Regions from separate parts of the Mus musculus genome. Here regions 1 and 3 are each linked to region 2. A link is a contact called in public Hi-C and promoter capture Hi-C data. All regions are on one chromosome and are shown on one strand. The core of a region is the stretch at or near the end of the contact, and the rest is flanking DNA. Distances in the headings are between cores, read along the strand shown. Region 1 holds the start of Ppm1l (protein phosphatase 1 (formerly 2C)-like). Region 2 holds the start of 9630025h16rik (a long non-coding RNA gene). Region 3 overlaps Iqschfp (Iqcj and Schip1 fusion protein).

Region 1 (2,715 bases), core at 173-2,672, 260 kb before region 2:
GCAGGCTTCTTCTTTTAGGGGTACACGAAAGACACGACGTTCCTTAACTGCCTCAAACTCTAGAACCGGGACACTGAGGCCTGGTGACAAAGTTCACTGCATATACTATTCATTCTTCCCAGAAAACTAGCAGTTATTAACTGGCTTCTGACCTTGGGAACTTTATATTAAAATGGCACGGAATATCCAGTGTCTCTCGTGTCTCTCAGCTAAAGTGAACGCTCTCATACCCAAGATCTCCTTGGCAGGGTCTTGGGAACTTGACTCACCTTGTCATCACCAGGTCATTACCACGCCCCTCTCACCCCGATCCGACCCCGCCAAGCACGAGACGCCCGGTTATTTACACACACATAGACCCAGAGAACTCCTACCTCGCCGCCGTGCCCATCAAAGATTCCGAAGATGGACGGGTGCGTCTTGTTGGCTAGATCGGTGAGAACTTCGAAGCGATCTTCCATGTGGTCTCTCCGGCCCTGGATGGAGTACACCGCCACATTATGGCTCTTGAATTCCCAGGTCTTGGAAAACTCGGCCTCCAGCACATCAAGTCCTCCAAGACGATCGTTCTGCATAATCTCGGCCACCTTGCCCTTCACCATCTTCACCGCGTCCCGGCTAGACTTAACGATGGTCTTCACTTCGTCCGTGTGGAAGAAGTAACTCCAGAGAGCCAAGCTGATGCACAGCAGGAAAAGCGTCTCGGGTCTCAGTAAGAAGTAGCGCATGATGCGACCCAGCAGAGACAGCAAAGTCATTGTATCCTCTATCATTTATTATCCCTAGAGCCCGGACCAGCAGCAGCGACGCGTGCCCCGCAACTCGCGGGGTCCGAGTACTGCGGGCACTGCCCGCGGGGACCAAGGCGGAGAGGCAGCCCGGGCCGACAGGGTGAACGAACCCACGGCCGCTCGGAACAGTCGTCCAGAACGATGGCAGTTTCCCTTTTGTCTGGGCAGCCCGAAGGCCCGTGCCTGCCGCCTGCGCCGCCTTCCCTCCCCGCGCTCTTTGTGAGACCGCAGCGACGGCGGCGGCGGCGGCCGCCGCGGGTGCCCCGGGTGGGCGACAGGAATCAAGTTAAAGTTGCGCCGAGCCGGTCCGCAACGGTGAAGAGGATTTCGGGGTGCCGATGCCCGCGCGGTCCCTTTAGGGGTCCCCCCTCGCGGTTCCCGGGAGCGATCGGCAGGTGAGGAAGCGCAGGGCGCAAGAGCCCGGCGGCGAGGGTTGCACGTTCCCTCGATCGCCGCTGCAGGCGAGCTTGGGGGACGAGACAGCGGAGCGTTGCGATTTCGTCACACATCCAGGGGGGGTCCCCGAAACAATAAAAGTTTTGCCGGTGCCTGGGCAAAGGCAGGGGGACACCGAGCTGGGAAACGCAGCACGATGGGTGCGGAGCCGCCGGCAGGCTCTGCCTGCCTCTCCCCAGCACCTCTCAGCTCGGCTCGGCTCGGCTCGGCTCGACTCCGCTCGGCTGCTCCCGGCTCCGCTCGCGCTCGCCCCTCCCCTCCCCGCACACGCTCGCCCCGCCCCGCCCCGCCCCGGGAGTGGCGCTTCCAGATGCGTAACACTGTCACCCGGCTGGGGGCCCGAAGGAGCTCGCCGGGGCGGACGCACGTGGGCAGCAGGCGGGTCGGGGGAGAGCCGCGGGGGGTGAGCGGCAAATCCAGCCGCCCAGCTCTAGCCGATTGTCGATTCTGCCTTGGAGGCCGGCTCCCAGGGACAATGTGATAGTGACGTGAGGTCACTGAACGTCGGTTTCTTGGGCGGCACGGCTGCTCGCTGGGGAGCCGGGAGCTGTACCTGAGCCCTCCCCCCCTCCGGCACGCTACACAATGGTACGGTCCACGCCAGACTTTTCGTAGGGCTAGCGAGATGGGACACATTTCTCCTGTCTCAAAAATCGAAAGTGAGTGATTACTTTGGCCACCCGAGGCAGCTGCCACAGAGACCCGCCGGGATCTCCCAAGAGGCAGGACTTGGACTCGGACCGCAAGAGCTATGTCTCTCTGAAGGCAGAACCGGGGATCTCAGAACCGGAGGCTTGACGTGTAATGGCAAACGCCGGAGGACCAGGAAGGGCCGGCCTCTGAAGACTGGGACTGTGCTGGTGGCCACTCATCCATAAGGAACATGCTTGGAGTGTCCCTCAGCGAGCTACTCTGCCTATGGTTCAAGTTAGAAATCCTCTGGAGCCTTGAAAGTGACAACCACCTTCAGTCCTTGCCGAAGATGAGGGCAGGAGTTTGAGTAGGCAAAGGTGGACCTCAGCAGGATAACTTGAAGTTGGGGCAAGGACTGGTCGCCTAGAATATGAAGCAAGTAATCTTTAAAAGGAACTTCTCTTTCTCTCTACCTCTGTCCACGAAGGACGGTGCTGACCCACCGGACTGACGGTCAGGCATCCTGATAGTCTCCCAGCCAGTGTTCCCCCAAACACTTCTGCCTTCTTTTGATCCCAGTTCCGTCTTAAGATATAAAATATAATTACTGCAATAAAATATAACAAAATGTTCACAGTTGGCAACTAAAGTAACTTTAAACAATTTACATTTTGTCCAGATTTTTGTCTATTCTCCGTAACTGCTAAAGTTTCTACAAAAACCTGGACTTCCCTAACAACAACAACAGAAGAAACATGCTTAAGTATTTAAATAATATGACCCCAACAATATAAACATAAGTAGGAATGATGGGAAAGGAATATAAGCAACTGTT
Region 2 (2,700 bases), core at 4-2,503:
ATCCTCAGAAAAAAGTCCTTTGAAAATGTGCTTTTTGATAATGTACCTGTCACCAAAGACCTATGTAAACAAAGCTGCCAAGTTCTGCTGGTGCCTGGGGCTTGAACATGGCCCCCTTATTCAGTTATATCTTCACTAGCTTTCTGGTTTTGATTGTTTCCTTTACTGCCTGAGCTTGGATGTCATGGAACTTGGCAGTTTGGACCATATTGGCCTTGAACTCAGAGATTTTCATGCCTCTGTTTCCTTAGTGCTGGATTAAAGGTATGTACCACCATGCCTGGACCTAAACTTTTCTTTAATTCTTTTCACAAGATAGAAGCTTAGCTGGGTGGGATCTTGCCCAGAGGCCCCACTCCCTTTAATGCCACTTAAATCTTTAATCTATTATCTCCCTGAACACAATATTTAGCTCCATACCACTTTCTAGTGCCCCTTTAATCGTTGAACCATATATTTTGTATTTTTCCTTTCTCAGCTTGGAATGTTTGATTAAAATGCTCTTCATGAGAGTAAACCATAATACAGAATCTATTTTAGGCTGTTTTGAGATATCTTTTGCCAATGCAATTAATCTAAATCTCTTCACCTTAGTCTTAGATGGACTGTTCAGACAAGGGCAAAAAGCAGCCACATTCTTCACCAAATTATCATGAGAAAAGTCTTTAGGCAACAAACTAAAAATATTCTCTTAAACTTTGAACCAGGCCCCCACAGTCGAAATCACTGTCAGCACCACTGGCTTCCATGTTCCCACTAGTCTGGCCCGTTAAGTCCAACTTAAGCATTCTAGTGTTTCCTAATCCAAAGTCCCCAATCTGCATTTCTTCAAACAAACATATTCAGGCCTATCAGAACAATACCCAGCCCCTGGTTCCAACTTCTGTCTTACAGTTTTATTGCTATGAAGAGATACCTAGACCATGGCAACTCTTATAAAGGACAACATTTAACATAATTTTTAACATAATTAACATTTATTTTTAACATAATTATGTTAACATTTATGCCTAACATAATTAACATTTAACAGGAAACTGGCTTACAGTTTTAGAGGTTTAGTCCAATATCATCACTGTGGGATGCATGACTGCATCCAGGCAGACTTGGCGCTGGAGAAGGAGCTAGAGTTCTACATCTTGATTCATAGGCAGCAAAAGGGGACTGAGTCAGCACTGAGAGTAGCTTCAGTATATATGAGACTTCAAAGCCAGCCTCAACACTGACACTTCCTCCAACAAGGGCACGCCTACTCTAAGGCCACAACCCCTAATAGTGCCCCAAACACATGAGTCTCTGGGAGTGGACAACCAGTGATGGGTTTAATTTGAAGCCCATACCACGATGGGGAGCATACCGAAGACAGGTTGAGAACAGAAGTACAAATTTAAGTCAGTGTTACCAATGTCTAAATACTTTAATGTATAACAACATTAAAAAAAAAAAAGATTTGTTCTGTCCTACTCCTTTGACTAATATGTTTTGGGTTTTTGTTGGTTTTCTTGGTTTGTTTGGTTTTTTGTTGTTGTTGTTGTTGTTTGGGTTTTTTTTTTTTTTTTTTTTTTTTTTTGGTTTTGGTTTTGGGGGTTTGGTTTGTTTGTTTGGTTGGTTGGTTTTTCAAGACAGGGTTTCTCTGTGCAGCCCTGTCTGTCCTGGAACTCACTTTGTAGTCGAGGCTGGCCTCGAACTCAGAAATCTGCCTGCCTCTGCCTCCCAAGTGCTGGGATTAAAGGCATGTGCCACCACTGCCCGGCGACTAATACGTTTTTTGTGATGCTGTTGCTTCATAACACCCCATAACTGGCATCTTTGTAATCTTCAGGAAGGCTGAGCTCTAATTTAGGGTTCTTCCTCTATAGCAGAAGAGAGAAGTAGTGTAAAAAGAGTCAGTCCCCAACATTTAGCCAACCCTGTACCACTGGGCTTTTCTTCCTTATTCTTCATGGGTCTTATTATATTGTCCCAGCTGGTCTTGGCCTTAGATTTAGGAAGCCTCCCATTACTTAGCCTGTGGAGTAGCTGGGATTATAGAACACACAACTACATCAACATCCACCCTGATTCATATCTGTTACTGCAGTCTTTCCCCTGGCTGTGGATGCCCCAGTGAAGATCATGTGCATACTCTAGAAATGAGCTTAGAATGTCTACAGAAATTAGGGGTCCTACTACATAAAGCATGGCCCAGAAGACAGGACAGGCATTTTCTCAGAGATCTCTTACTCTTGTGCTAAAGTGTGGCTGAAGAAGATCCAGAGTGGACCCCTGTAAGCAAGGATACTGTGTAGAAAGAGGTTCCTCTACTCTAGTTCTTCCTGAAGTTTTCTTTGATGTATGTAGACCACTTTGACTTCACCTTTGCCTTTCATGTTTCCAGTGCATTCACTACCAATATCACCCATTTGAGCAGTATCTATCTGTTTGTCTGTCTGTCCCATCCATCCATCCATCCATCCATCCATCCATCCATCCATCCATCCATCTATATATCTTCTGGTTTTGGTGCTGAGGATTAAATCCAGGACCTCACATATTTAGCAAATAGTCTACCAAGAAGCCACACTTGAGAGTCTTAACTATATATTCAGTGTGTTGTTACTTATTTCCTAAGAGTATGACAGTAGGGGGTTGGTCTGGTGCAGCTACGTTTTCAAATACTAAATACTTGGCCCCTAAGATCTGGTTTCCCTAACCAGGAGA
Region 3 (2,908 bases), core at 177-2,676, 440 kb after region 2:
CAAAGTCAAAACTACCCTCTGCTTATCCACGGTTGTTGGTGGTTTAAGTACTGTACAGTTCTTGTAACAATGTTTTATTAAAAGGCCTGATAGTAAGTGGCAAGAGTAAAAAAAAAAAAAAAAAAAAGGAAAGAAAGAAATTAAAATAAATTAAGAAGCGAAGGCCAGTCACGGGACAGTAAGCTCGGACGTTACCAATGACTAACACTGATGTCTGTTTCGGAACCACCTTTAGCAACAGCAATTTTTACGACCACAGAAGCAAAATAAATTCTAGCTTGTTCTCTGGTGGATGGCTCTCTTTCACTTCGCGGGCATTTTCTCAGCCATGTGCTTCTGCTGACTCTCAGCGTGTCTGCAAAATCAAAGATACAAATCACTCAGCACTGAGGAGAAAGACCCAGCCAGACTGCCTTCCAGCCAACACCCTCCAAACCAAAGACAGCTACAGCAGCCTGCACACCAGGAGTCGGGATGAGACACACGCGAGTCAGGGTAGAGTGCTTCCTTTAAGCTCAATGCGCTGTTCTGGCTTTAGGTGATCATGGGTCCTTGATTTTGTCAATCGCAGGATTAATCTGAGGCTGACAGATATTACTACTGTGAAGAAGCAAAGTATTGTGTTTAAAAGGTGCCAAGAGGTGAGTAGCTGGAATGTCTGCATCAGTAAAGAGTTAAAATGTGGTTTCTACATGCTGTGCACTGCAACCAGGGCTCAAAAAGGCTGGGGTCTTTGTAGGGAGTATTCCAGTGAATGCGGCCAGGATGGGCACAAACTGGCAAATGAGGAGGACACAGACAGGAAACAAACATTAAAGGTGGGGCTGCAGCTCAGTGTAGCACACTCGCCGAACATGTAGGATGCCCCAGCTCTGCAGGAACCAAAGGGGTAAAACAAACAAGTCAAGATCAGGTTTCGAGAATGAGTGGCTGAGGGTGGACTGAGCGACTGTTCTAACACACGTAGATTGGGGCATTAACTAAGGCTGATGGAAACCCGCAGCTGTCCATCTAATTTGCTCTTACGAAAGCTTACGTCAAACACATGATGCAAAGCTCTCTGTGGACACGAAGTTGTCCTGTGTCAGCATAAGTTCCCCACCCCCAGATAATTCTAAGGCGTCAACACAACAGTGAAAGGGCCAAGCAGGGTATGATGCAAAACTTGGACAATCCAGAAGCTAGGTGGAGGGGACAGGAAGGGAGAAATGGCCAAGTTCTTGGCATGACCCCGTCCCTCCCCTCCCCCCAACCCTGCAAACAGACACAACCCAAAAGCCTGTAAGATCTGTAGGCTGCAAAAGCTAACGGTTTGGAAGGATGATTTTAGGAAATGACAAATCTTGTGAGAGGCTAAGGCTGTGGTTTCTGGCTGTCATCAAGGGTTGGGGACAAGATGTGTACTGTCTGGATGTGGGGAGTGAGCTGGTGACGCCAAGCTTAAGGCCTGGTTTCATGCAGAAAGCCTCCTAGCCATGGTGCAGAGAAGACTAACCACGAGCAGTTTCAAAAATCGGGCACGTGACCGCAGCATCCTTGCCACATCTAGAAACTCTGGAACAAATGGCAATGTCTATTTGGCAATCAAGGAGCTCAGGGAAATGCTGTTATTGGCCCCTCCTCCAACAAACCAGACCATGGCCCTGCTGATGGGTCTAAAGAGCTATGGACCATTTTTATAGAGCAATCTGTGAGCATCTCAAGCAAATTCAATTCAAGGAATGTTCTGATGTCCTGTGATGGGAGGTTCACTGTAGCTAACCGAACTAGAGCTCTTACAGTGTTTTCTTTAATGTAGCTCTACACAATTGTACACACCAGTACATGCATCAAGAGACTTTCTGCAAAGGCAAGAAAAAGTGGCAATAAACAGCTTTGGAAAATATTAAAATCAATGTTTTCTTTTGAGACACACATAAGAGGGATTTCATTAAAATCTTAAGAGGGAAAGGATTTCCATAAACCTTCCCATTAATCATCTTTACATTAAAGTCCTTTGTAAGATGTAAGATGTATATCATTCAAGCCCTGCAAAATGACTCTCTATATATAGATAAAATCATTGCTGACGACCTACTGTGTACATGGCAGGCCCAGTGCTAGAATCTAAAACATAATGGAGGATTCAAGTGGTGTGATCTCTGCTCTCAGGATAGGGGGTCCATCACCACCGGGGGAGAAACAGCAGACCTATATAACTGTGATAAAGCTCTTCAGAGGCCAGGCTGTGGCCAGGACTCAGAGGAGGGAGATAAGCTGGAATTGTCACCCTCACAGCTGGTGGCACCCTGGCACCCAGCACGTGGCTGGCCATGGGTGGGAGACAGTAGCATGGAATGTGTTGGGGCTACTCCCCAGGGATGGTCTTTTAGAATAAAGCCTTCCAAAGTCATAACTGTTGATCAGAGTTAGCTAATAGTGTGGTCCGTCCTGGCAATCCCACACAAAAGGGAAGAATAATGACTAAGAAGTAAGCTCCAGGGGACGGGCAGAGAGAATGTCTCTTAAGACACCTGGAAACTTTAAAAAAGCCCGATTCCTAGTCTAGTCCAAGAACAGTTAAATCAGAATCTCTCCAGGTGGGACCCAGGGCATCTGTGGTTTATAAATATCCGTAGGTACTTTCAGTGAGGAGTCAAACTCGAACTGAGTGGATTGTAAACTGACATCTATAACGGTGAGGGTAGAACAGGTAGAGGAAACTGTGGACCCAAACTTCCCAGAGGAGTCTCTGCGGTGACACCACTGGGAATGGCTCGGCACCCTCTGGCTCTCCTCTGTCCCCATGCACAGTCCCCCACCCCTAGCATGAACAGAAGGATGGGTCTCTCCCTCCATGTGAAGGGTTTCAAGGGAGCACCATGCCTCTGCCTATTCTAGGACTGCTCCAATCGAAAAGCTTCCTCTA

What was found. Promoter capture Hi-C pulls out the DNA fragments that hold promoters and counts their contacts. A called contact is a pair of places that touch in the nucleus more often than the background predicts.
Region 1: a contact with region 2 is called in a promoter capture Hi-C map of hippocampal neurons, with 2.6 times the contacts expected there. The contact joins the promoter of Ppm1l here to the promoter of 9630025h16rik in region 2. A contact is called at or near these places in 2 of 39 promoter capture datasets (hippocampal neurons and pre-B cells) and 1 of 484 Hi-C or Micro-C datasets (fetal liver).
Region 3: a contact with region 2 is called in a Hi-C map of granulocyte-monocyte progenitors, with 4 times the contacts expected there. The contact joins the enhancer-like site here to the promoter of 9630025h16rik in region 2. A contact is called at or near these places in 1 of 39 promoter capture datasets (the 3T3-L1 cell line), 1 of 15 datasets of contacts at CTCF or cohesin (large pre-B cells), 19 of 484 Hi-C or Micro-C datasets (the 3T3-L1 cell line, 3T3-L1-derived adipocytes, the C10 cell line and 14 more) and 2 of 115 datasets of contacts at active chromatin or transcription factors (astrocytes and large pre-B cells).

The regions. Positions count from the first base shown.
Region 1 is chr3:69,315,625-69,318,339 of GRCm38.p6, reverse strand. It overlaps Ppm1l (protein phosphatase 1 (formerly 2C)-like), which reads right to left and starts at 1,422. Exons shown (of 4, transcript NM_178726.3): 1 at 375-1,422. The coding sequence starts at 773.
Region 2 is chr3:69,059,415-69,062,114 of GRCm38.p6, reverse strand. It overlaps 9630025h16rik (a long non-coding RNA gene), which reads right to left and starts at 1,253. Exons shown (of 2, transcript XR_867356.3): 1 at 1,047-1,253.
Region 3 is chr3:68,623,254-68,626,161 of GRCm38.p6, reverse strand. It overlaps Iqschfp (Iqcj and Schip1 fusion protein), which reads right to left. Exons shown (of 11, transcript NM_001113419.2): 11 at 1-355. The coding sequence ends at 304. It overlaps Schip1 (schwannomin interacting protein 1), which reads right to left. Exons shown (of 8, transcript NM_001113421.1): 8 at 1-355. The coding sequence ends at 304. Among named protein-coding and RNA genes, the nearest start is that of Il12a, 67 kb to the left of the region's middle. Within about 2 kb of position 1,426, at least 29 of the 459 cell types and tissues checked have an H3K27ac peak or open chromatin away from gene starts, as enhancers often do. A contact at or near this core is called in the HPC-7 cell line, granulocyte-monocyte progenitors and hematopoietic stem and progenitor cells, where this site is marked.